Linked DNA regions of Salmo salar: region 1 is linked to region 2. A link is a contact called in public Hi-C data. All regions are on one chromosome and are shown on one strand. The core of a region is the stretch at or near the end of the contact, and the rest is flanking DNA. Distances in the headings are between cores, read along the strand shown.

Evidence for each region. Hi-C and Micro-C count contacts between places; a contact is called where the count stands out from the background.
Region 1: a contact with region 2 is called in a Hi-C map of blood, with 3 times the contacts expected there. The contact joins the promoter of LOC106579024 here to the enhancer-like site in region 2. A contact is called at or near these places in 2 of 3 Hi-C or Micro-C datasets (blood and gill).

What each region holds. Positions count from the first base shown.
Region 1 is chrssa19:52,767,892-52,772,895 of Ssal_v3.1, forward strand. LOC106579024 (vesicle transport through interaction with t-SNAREs homolog 1A) reads left to right here and starts at 3,145. Exons shown (of 8, transcript XM_045702457.1): 1 at 3,145-3,370. The coding sequence starts at 3,277. It overlaps LOC106579022 (RNA-binding protein with serine-rich domain 1), which reads right to left and starts at 2,861. Exons shown (of 7, transcript XM_014158424.2): 1 at 2,709-2,861; 2 at 1,906-2,055; 3 at 1,551-1,724; 4 at 225-330; 5 at 1-25. The coding sequence starts at 2,854.
Region 2 is chrssa19:52,733,124-52,738,101 of Ssal_v3.1, forward strand. It overlaps LOC106579021 (arf-GAP with dual PH domain-containing protein 1), which reads right to left. Exons shown (of 10, transcript XM_014158422.2): 5 at 1,549-1,661; 6 at 1,042-1,206. Among protein-coding and RNA genes, the nearest start is that of sox8a, 16 kb to the left of the region's middle. Within about 2 kb of position 2,113, at least 3 of the 13 cell types and tissues checked have an H3K27ac peak or open chromatin away from gene starts, as enhancers often do.

The DNA of each region.
Region 1 (5,004 bases), core at 1,895-4,394, 36 kb after region 2:
TGCTGAAGATCTCCTGGATGTGTTCCTGAAAAGAGCAGAGACTTTAGTCAAAACCCAACCCCCGAGATATTGCTCCCTATTTCAACAAAGCTCCAATGCCTTCAACATACGGTCTACAGCTTGACACAAAAAATGCATTCAAATAGGCTATATGGAATCCTACTGATGTGCACATACACTGTATTCACGTACACTTGGAGACTGGGCGAGTCATTTTGACTCACCTTGACAACGTTTCTGGTGAGGCGGCCCAGGTACATCTTGGTTGGTCGGGGGCTGGGGCTCCTCTTACGCCTTTCCTTGTCATCCTTTTTCACTGATGACTTGGATCTAGAGCACAAACAGAAGAGGTCTTACTCTTTATTCCTTCACTCAAAAAAAGATGTCACTTCCAAGCTCACAGATCCCATCTCCTTAATCCTGTTTTTCGATTAGCTTTAGGAGTGATCACAAACCCTGGTCCAGCAGAGTTACAGAGCATGCGCATACAGATGATGCAATCTCTATTGCACTCCACACTGCCCTTTCCCACCTTGACAAAAGGAACACTTATGTGAGAATGCTATTCATTGAATACAGCTCAGCGTTCAACACCATAGTGCCCTCAAAGCTCATCACTAAGCTAAGGATCCTGGGACTAAACACCTCCCTCTGCAACTGGATCCTGGATTTCCTGATGGGCCGCTCCCCGGTGGTAAGGGTAGGCAACAACACGTCTGCCACGCTAATCCTCAACACTGGGGCCCCTCAGGGGTGTGTCCTCAGTCCCCTTCTGTACTCCCTGTTCACCCACGACTGCATGGCCAGGCATGACTCCAACACCATCATTAAGTTTGCAGACGACACAACAGTGGTAGGCCTGATCACCGACAACGACGAGACAGCCTACAGGGAGGAGGTCAGAGACCTGGCCGGGTGGTGCCAGAATAACAACCTATCCCTCAATGTAACCAAGACTAAGGAGATGATTATGGACTACAGGAAAAGGAGGACCGAGCACGCCCCCATTCTCATCGACGGGGCTGTAGTGGAGCAGGTTGAGATCTTCAAGTTCCATGGTATCCACATCAACAACAAACTAGAATGGTCCAAACACACCAAGACAGTCGTGAAGAGGGCACGACAAAGCCTATTCCCCCTCAGGAAACTAAAAAGATTTGGCATGGGTCCTGAGATCCTCAAAAGGTTCTACAGCTGCAACATCGAGCGCTTCCTGACTGGTTGCATCAATGCCTGGTACGGCAATTGCTTGGCCTCTGACCGCACTTACCTATTGTTCACCTAACACCTTTTTTGCACTATTGGTTAGAGCCTGAAAGTAAGCATTTCACTGTAAGGTGTTGTATTCGGCGCACGTGACAAACTTTGATTTGCGGCCTTTTTTGTCAGCCCAGTACTAACATACCTGAAACAACTAATGAAGGTTTAAATGTTAAACCATTAGGTGAACTATAAGTATTTAGTGCTGGTGTGGAACAAAAGCCTGCATGCACTTTAACTCAGGGCTGGGACTGGAGACCACTGCTTTACACTTTACAGGTCACACATACTTGGACCGTGAGCGGCGGTGGTTGTCGTGGCGGCGGCGACTGGGGCTGGGCGACCCAGAGCTGGTTGAGCTAGAAGATCGGGAGCTGGAAGACCCGGAGCGGCTTGAGGCAGAGGAGGAACTGGAGCCGCTGGAAGAACCGGAGCTGGAGCCAGAGCTGCTACTGGAGCTGGACCTGAGTGAAGACCGGGAGAGGGGCTTACTTTAGACCCGAGTGAAGACAGAAAGATGGGCTTACTGTGGGCATCAGAAAGCAGTGACTGCGGAGATAAGTTGTCTGATAAAAACAAGAGATGCTATGCTAAGGGTACAGCGATAGCAAGAGATGAGAAAGGACGTCACATATTGTGTCTGACCTGTTGCTCCCAGTGGAGCTACGTCGCTTGCGTCCCTTCTCCTTCTCCCTGCCCCTCTCAGTTCCCTCCTTGGTGGCACCTGTTTTCTCCTTCCCTCGCTCTTTTGCCTTGTCATCCATATGCTCCTTTCTCCTCACTGGAGAAGGCGCCCTGTGGATTGATAATATAATGACTGTCTATATCTAGCTAGAGGACAAGTAGAAACTATTCAGACTTCAGCTACAATTCCAGTCTGTGATGCAATATGTTGCATATACAGTATGTTTGTGAGCTTGCTAGTGAAACTATAAGGCACATAACGTTACATATCTATGAGACAAATATATCCTGTTGGCTACATCATTTCAGTGCTAGAACATTATCTTGCTTCATGTCGGTCAGGTGATAATTTAGGGACATGGCGGGAAAAACGATCTAACGTTACTTATGTAGGTACGTTGTAGACTGAATCTGGTTCGAATTTTCTGAACCGACAAGTCAAATCTGTGCCCTTTAGCAAGGCACGTAACCTTAATTTGCTAAAGGGGCGCCATACTACTATGGCTGACCCTGTAAAAAAACAAATTTCCCTGCACCTATCCGGTGTATGTGACAATAAAACATATTTGTATGTTTTTTTGGGCAGACGTGCCCATACAACTAGCTTTATCTAGATACCCTCTATTTTGCTAATTCAACGACACATCGGTGAAATATACTCTTGAGTCAAACTGCGTTTCCTAAAACAACAACATAACATACATCATACATCTATATACAATCGTTAATTCGACGATTAAAGTGGATTGAAAAGGGACATTTACATATTTGTTCTGGTTGCCGCTACAAGTCGCAGAGAGATGACGTTGCAAAGTTGAGCCGGAGAATGTGACATTTCAAAAGACGCACAGCTCACTCTGCTGTATTTTATTGGAATAGAAGTCTTTGGGAGGTATATATTGTGTATCATATTTTGATACATTAAAGACAAAATGTGCGATTAGTAGAGATGATGAATGTGTATGCCTCTAACATTGTAGCAACATTCTTTATTCAGTATAAATGTTCGATGTCTTCTTAAAAACAAATGGTTTATTCTATTCAATGTGATAAAGCTATAAATAAATGTGTAGCTAATGCATAAACTGTAGTTAATGCGATGTCTTTCATTTCTCTGTACACGTATTTTATTTCTGTCCACGCATGGAGAAAGTTTTGACACTTCATTGGAAGAACCAGTGAATTAGTTAACAGTTGCTGCTTTCTTACCGGGTAACATTTTCTGTAACGCAACACGGAAGTGACGGCTCGCTTTCGTAGAAAGCGTTGTTTTGCTACATCTTCAGCTACTTTTCAGCCAAGAAGACACCTGTTTTACAGTCAAACTTCACTATGTCTTCAGATTTTGAAGCCTATGAACAGGACTTTGGAACCCTGACAGCAGAAATAACCAACAAAATTGGAAGGATTCCCAAATTAGGTGGAGGTAAACCACGTTAAGCTCTATTAGTTTACCAGCGAATGACTTCTGTCATGTCAACAAATTAATAATGCAGCTAGCTAGCTAGTTTCACATGACACGTATTTTACGCAAATGTCATCATATTCCCTGCCGAATATTTAGCTACCTAAAGCAATTCCACTAGCTTTGTGCTAGTGAAATAACGACGTTGGCTATCCAACTAACTAGCTATTTAGTTTGTCAGCTATCTAGCTAACGTTCGCTATCAAAGAGCCATTAATAGGTCTTGAGCATTCAGATACTGTGCTGACAAACGCACAGCAGTTTAATTCTACATTTATGATGATATGTTCCTAAAGGGAGATTGAATCCTGGTTCAATGGCAATAGGTTGTCCGGCTCCTAGTATTGGTACTTAATATAAAATATTATCTTTCAATCATGTACCTAGGCTAAACATAATAGGATTGGACTTTTAATCAAGTAAAACGAGACTTTATTCATATCTAGAACATGATGTGGACTACATTGAAAAATAAATAATTGTCTTGTTTGTGAAGATGTAGGCTTTAGTGGGACTGAATTGTTGAGTCAAGCCTCTTAAGTGCAGTAGACCAAATCCATCATTTTATTTTTTCATTGTTCCACTTCTAAAGTAGGTAATAGGATATAAAGTAGGCCTACATCTAAGAAACGAGATGAAATTGCCCATCCTCCCTACATTTATTCCACCTCAAAACACAAGAAAGAGGGTTTCGACACCCACCATCTCAGATTGTTCTGAAATCGTTTCAGTAGTTAGAAATGGTTAAGATTAGCATTCCTAAAAACATTATTTTGTTGAAATATAATTTGATCTCTGAGAAATTATGCTGATTGATTGCACCTATTTTAATTTATAGGATTCATATAATCTTCAAAAAGTATAGTACCTAACATCTGATTTTGACCATACTTCTTCCTAAACATTAGTAAGCCATGAGGAATTCAATCCAATTATCAAAAGCCACTCACGGACCCCCCACACCACACTAGAGAGCAATAGGCACTAACTCCGCCATGGGCATATGAATGGAGTTTTTGTAGGGGTTTTGGATAAATGGTGAAAATAAGGTCTGTGGTAAACACAGGCTTAGGAGAACTTATAGATTTTGTTCTATTAGATCATCTTCATTAGTTAAGGTTACATTTTGTGGATTTAATGCATTTATCTAATAAAAAAAAAAAAGCACATTAAGGCTTCATAATTAATAAAGGTCATGTTAATTGACTGGTATTATCTCATAGAACAAAACGAATAAGGTCTCCTAAGCCTGTGTTAACCTCAGACCATATTTTTGGCCTTTATCCCAAAACCCTATTCTTTCCCCATAAGGATGGCTGAACGAACGAGAGGTCTCTCATTTCTGTTTTTTGGCTACAAGCTGGCGAGTGCTATTAGCTGAATTTCTCAGAGATCAAATACAATTTAAAATAGGCAACAGTAAACATGTCGTCCACCACGAATGATGCAGCACCTTTGGGCCAATTGAGGTATTGTGTGTTATTTAACACGTTTTAGTTAATTACTGTACACTAGCTCCCACCTTGGGCCAATCAGTGTAATTTTGGAACTGACTGATTTCTATAGCGAAGATGCGTCATTCATCCACGTTTCAT
Region 2 (4,978 bases), core at 863-3,362:
AAAGGAATGAATAGACTATTTCAGTTCACATAGAAATAACTTGCAGTATTTCAAGAAACTGGAAAACATACTCAAGTTACAAATTCTGGTAAACACATTTTTTTCACAAAAGTAGTGCATTGGGCCTTTACTCGTCCTGTATTTGCTGCAATAAAAATTCAGCACCTCCATCCCCAAACTACCTCCTGCAGCTATGATAATATCATGACATGGCAGCTTTACTATTGCTGTTCTGTTCAAGCCTGCTATTGTGTCTATTGACCAACAGAGGGGGCTGTACGCTCTGTGGCTTTCATCCCACAGAGAATGAAAGTCACAAAATTGTCTATATAGTAAAAATTCATGAAAACATACATGAGCTTTTTGGTTTTAATTTCAGGTTAGGGTTAGGCATATGGTTAGCAGTGTGGTTAGGGTTGGGTTTAAGGTTAGGGTCAGGTTTAAAATCTGAGAAGATAAATTGTACAAATAGGCAGGGTCTATTACTTTGTGACTGTGGTAATTAGTGACGACCACAGAGAAGGCTGACTCACTACTGAGAGAGATGATCATCTGGTGTGCTAAGCAGTAAACCCTCAGAGAAAAACAGCCTGTGCATGCCAGCAAGCCAGCCAGCCAGCCCTTTGTGTGAACAACTCCCTCCACATTTCTCTAAACAGTTCCACTGATCAGATTACATGGCAGGATTATGAGTAAAACTGTATGTCACTGTGAAGACTGATGTCTACTGATTAAACAGACATCTTCATTTCCACTCTCAGTCAGTTATCCAGAACAGCCCATCTCCATTAGAGACCTAGACACTGAAATAGTACAATCAGATTTAGTTGAACAGGCTAAATCAGTGTTCCATGATATGAGGAACAGCAGCATACTGGGTGTACCATTGAAATGTTGATTCCTCATGCATAATGTCTCTAACAATTCAGTGCGTTTACACGAAACCATAGGAATTGGCTATACCGGCATAAGCAGATCTTGGACCAGGCTACCTAAATATTGCCCATAGTCCCTTTTGTCACAGTCACCCATACGCGTCACCTTAGAGTCGCTGTGGTAGACAAAGATGTTCCTGGTGCTGTTGTCTCTAAGGTAGGTGATCTGCAGGCCGTAGGGGTTGCCTATCTTAGCCGGCTGGAACGTAGCGTTCAGAGTCTCAATCTTCATCACCGCCTTGGGGTCCCGCGCCTGGGGGAGATACACAAACTGTACAGTACATAAATACATTTAACCCCACCCTTCTTAATCATTATACATATAACTTGTTAGAATAACACATACTGTATGTTTACAGTAAACACAAACATGACATCTTTTGAGGCATTTCTTTTAGTTTCCTTGTAGACACATGCCTGTATACTGTACATAGCCTGCTATACAAGTATTCATGTTTAACTCAAGATGGTTAACTCAAGATGGTTAACTGGAGATGGTTAACTGGAGATGGTTAACTGGAGATGGTTAACTTGATATGGTTAACTTGAGAGCTAGTAGCATAAAGTTAGCTGGATTCATGTGCGAGAGCGTTTGTGTTGACTTCAGCCTTACCTCCTGCTTGCTGAAGTACTTGAGCGCCCCCTCTCTTTCTGACAGGATGAATTTCCGACTGAGGAACTGACCGTTGTCTCGGCCCCGTTTCCATAGAAACCCCTCTCTGTACCCTGGGTAGATAGAGACACACCAGACAAGCTCAGACAAACTGACATAGTGGAGGTGAAAGAGAGAGAGATAGAAAGAGATATGGAAGAGGTGGGAGAGAGAACAAGAGAGAGAAAGAAGGAGAAATAACTCTCTGGTGTTATAAAGAAATACCAAAGCAGATGAAGGGAGAGAGAAAGCAAGACAGAAAAAAAACAGGCTTTAGCTGAAAGAGAGTGCATGAGAGAGGAAGTCAAAGAAAAGATGACAGGGAGAAAAAATAACCCCCCTGATGGTAAAGTACATCCTTTTACATGTTAATGACACAGTGCTCTATTTAAGCAATAAGGCCGAGGGGGTGTGGTATATGGCCAATATACTATATAAGGGCTGTTCTTAGGCACGATGCAACGCCCTTAACCGTGGTATATTGGACATATACCACAAACCCCCAAGGTGCCCTCTTACAGACAGGAAGTAGTTTCATTATATGATGTGGCAGTACAGAGCACTGTATGTAATTCATTACAGGCTACACACGCACTTCATCTCTCTCACTCTCTCTCTCCTTCTCTCTCCCTCCTCCCCCTCTAGTTCGCTCTTTTTACTTCTCTATTTTCCTTCCACCTCCCTCCCACTCTCTCACTCCATGGAATGTCAGTTATACTGTAAGTATCCCCCTCTATATATCCCTCCTTTCCCTCTCTCATATACACTCATAACCCCTATTTTCAATCTCCTTTTCCCATCCAGCACCCCTCAAGTTCCATACCACCCCACTTCTCTCCCCCCTCAAGTTCCATACCCCCCCCTTCTCTCCCCCCTCAAGTTCCATACCCCCCCCTTCTCTCCCCCTCAAGTTCCATACCCCCCTTCTCTCCCCCCCTCAAGTTCCATACCCCCCCTTCTCTCCCCCCTCAAGTTCCATACCTCCCACGTCTCTCCCCCTCAAGTTCCATACCCCCACGTCTCTCCCCCCTCAAGTTCCATACCCCCACCTCTCCCCAATCAAGTTCCATACCCCCACTTCTCTCCCCCCTCAAGTTCCATACCCCCACGTCTCTCCCCCTCAAGTTCCATACCCCCACGTCTCTCCCCCCTCAAGTTCCATACCCCCACGTCTCTCCCCCCTCAAGTTCCATACCCCCACTTCCATAGCACCTAATTCTCTCCTCCTGCCTCTGTCCCATTTTCTCCTCCCTCTCATCTCTCCATCCCCTGGTGACAGAGATTGGTGTCTCTTTTCCCAGTCTGACATGAATCATTCACCTTGCATTACCTCATCGATCAATAACAACCTCCCCCCTGCACCTCCCTCTCTTTCTCTGCATACAGAATCAATACTGCCATCGACCACTGGGGAGGCTAGTTTACTACCACTCTCCTTGCTCTACAGAAGCTAACAGAACATCTAGGACCCTGAAGAGGGTTGAAAATATGGATCTATTGATTTTAGCCCTGGGTACATCTGATGCAAATGTATTGATGATGCAAATATATGTGATGCAAATAGATATAAACTAATATAAATCTCCTGCCCAATGCATCCATCTGTATTAGCCTGTCATACAACTGTGTGTGTGTGTGTGTGTGTGTGTGTGTGTGTGTGCGTGCTTCTGTGTGTGTACATGTGTGCGTGTATGTGTGGCTGCGCAAGACGCATGTGTATGTGTGCACATAAAGAGGAAGTTGAATCTCATGGTAAACAGACGAGGTCATCTTTATTAAATGGGAATCCAGTCTGGCTCCAATAAGAGCAAGATAGCCTTCACGCAATGAAACAAGACTCATTCACTGCCACTGACACTGTCTCCGTTAAGTAAGAACACAAACAGGCACAATGAAGAATACAAGGTCAGACATAGTCACTCTGCCTTTATCCTATGCCTCAGTCATCCTTTCTCAAATCAAATCCGATTTTATTTGTCACATGCGCCGAATTCAACAGGTGTAGACCTTACAGTGAAATGCTTACTTACAAGCCCTTAACCATCAACGCAGTTCAAGAAATAGAGTTAAGAAAATATTTATTAAATAACTAAAGTGAAAAATTGAATAAAATGTAACACAAAATATGTTCAATTCATAGTTCCCAAACAAAGCATTTCTGTGGAAACTGAAACTGTGGAGTGCAAAGGATTTGAAATATTCTGACTTGAAGATGCAGGGGTTAAGGAGTTGTCACTAAACTCTTTCAAGGTTTTATTAGTATTTGCAAACTGTTTAGGCAATGCCTTGTTGTCATGACAGAGAAGGACTATTTGTTGGCAGGATTTTCCATAGCTCTGCATCCATAGCTTTGCATAGGCAAAGCTTGTGTGTGTGTGTGTGTGTGTGTGTGTGTGTGTGTGTGTGTGTGTGTGTGTGCATGTGTGTCTGTCTCTGTGTGTGTGTGTGTTTGTCTCTGTGTGTGTGTGTGTGTGTGTGTGTGTGTGTGTGTGTGTGTGTGTGTGTGTGTGTGTGTGTCTCTGTGTGTGTGCGTGTGTCTCTGTGTGTGTGTGTGTGTGTGTGTGTGGAGGTCATGACATTCTGTCAGCCGGTGATTGTCAAGCAAATAACTGCTGGTCTCATGGTAATTGACTGTTAATTAACATTTAGCATCTCCTGGCTTCCACGCATAGCCTACAAGCCACTGATGAAGACCTTTGGAACATCTACATTTTAAAAAGTCTAATAAATCCATAGACTCCACCATCACAATAAATATTTGATGTATTTTAGACAGGTCTAAAGAAACATGATAAGAAGAAAATGTAGACTATTTCAGAAGAACAGAATAGCATACTCCTTGTCCTACCCTGATCTGGCTAGGCCATATGGCTGTGGGCTACACTAGTTCATTTAGCAGACAAGATTTGCTTAGAATTCCTTGGCATTATTTTATATCATTGTATAGTATGAAGAATACAATTGAACATAGCTGAATGAAATAGAAAGGATGTTTTCTCCAAAATATTTGGGAGTGTGCACATGCGGCTATTCTGTGTTGAGCGGTTAACAAAGAAACAGGTCTTCCTATATGCTTAATTTAGAGGTATTTATGCAACTTTAGTTGTGATCAAAACATATAGACCAACGTTTGTATTTTTTATACATTCTAAGGCTGCAGGAAAGGCATGAGCTCTGCTCTGTTTCATGCGCAGGCTGTACACACTTCATCAGTCTCTCATTCACAAATTGACAAGGTCTCGAATTTCCCAGCGGTATCCCCTTTGTGTGGCTGTAATGCCCCCTAAAAATCCATGCCTTTTGCGGCCTGTGGCTGTTGTGCCCTTGGGCTGAATATAATAATTATAATTCCCATCTCCCGGCAGCGTGCTCTGAAGCACCTCTCCCTCAC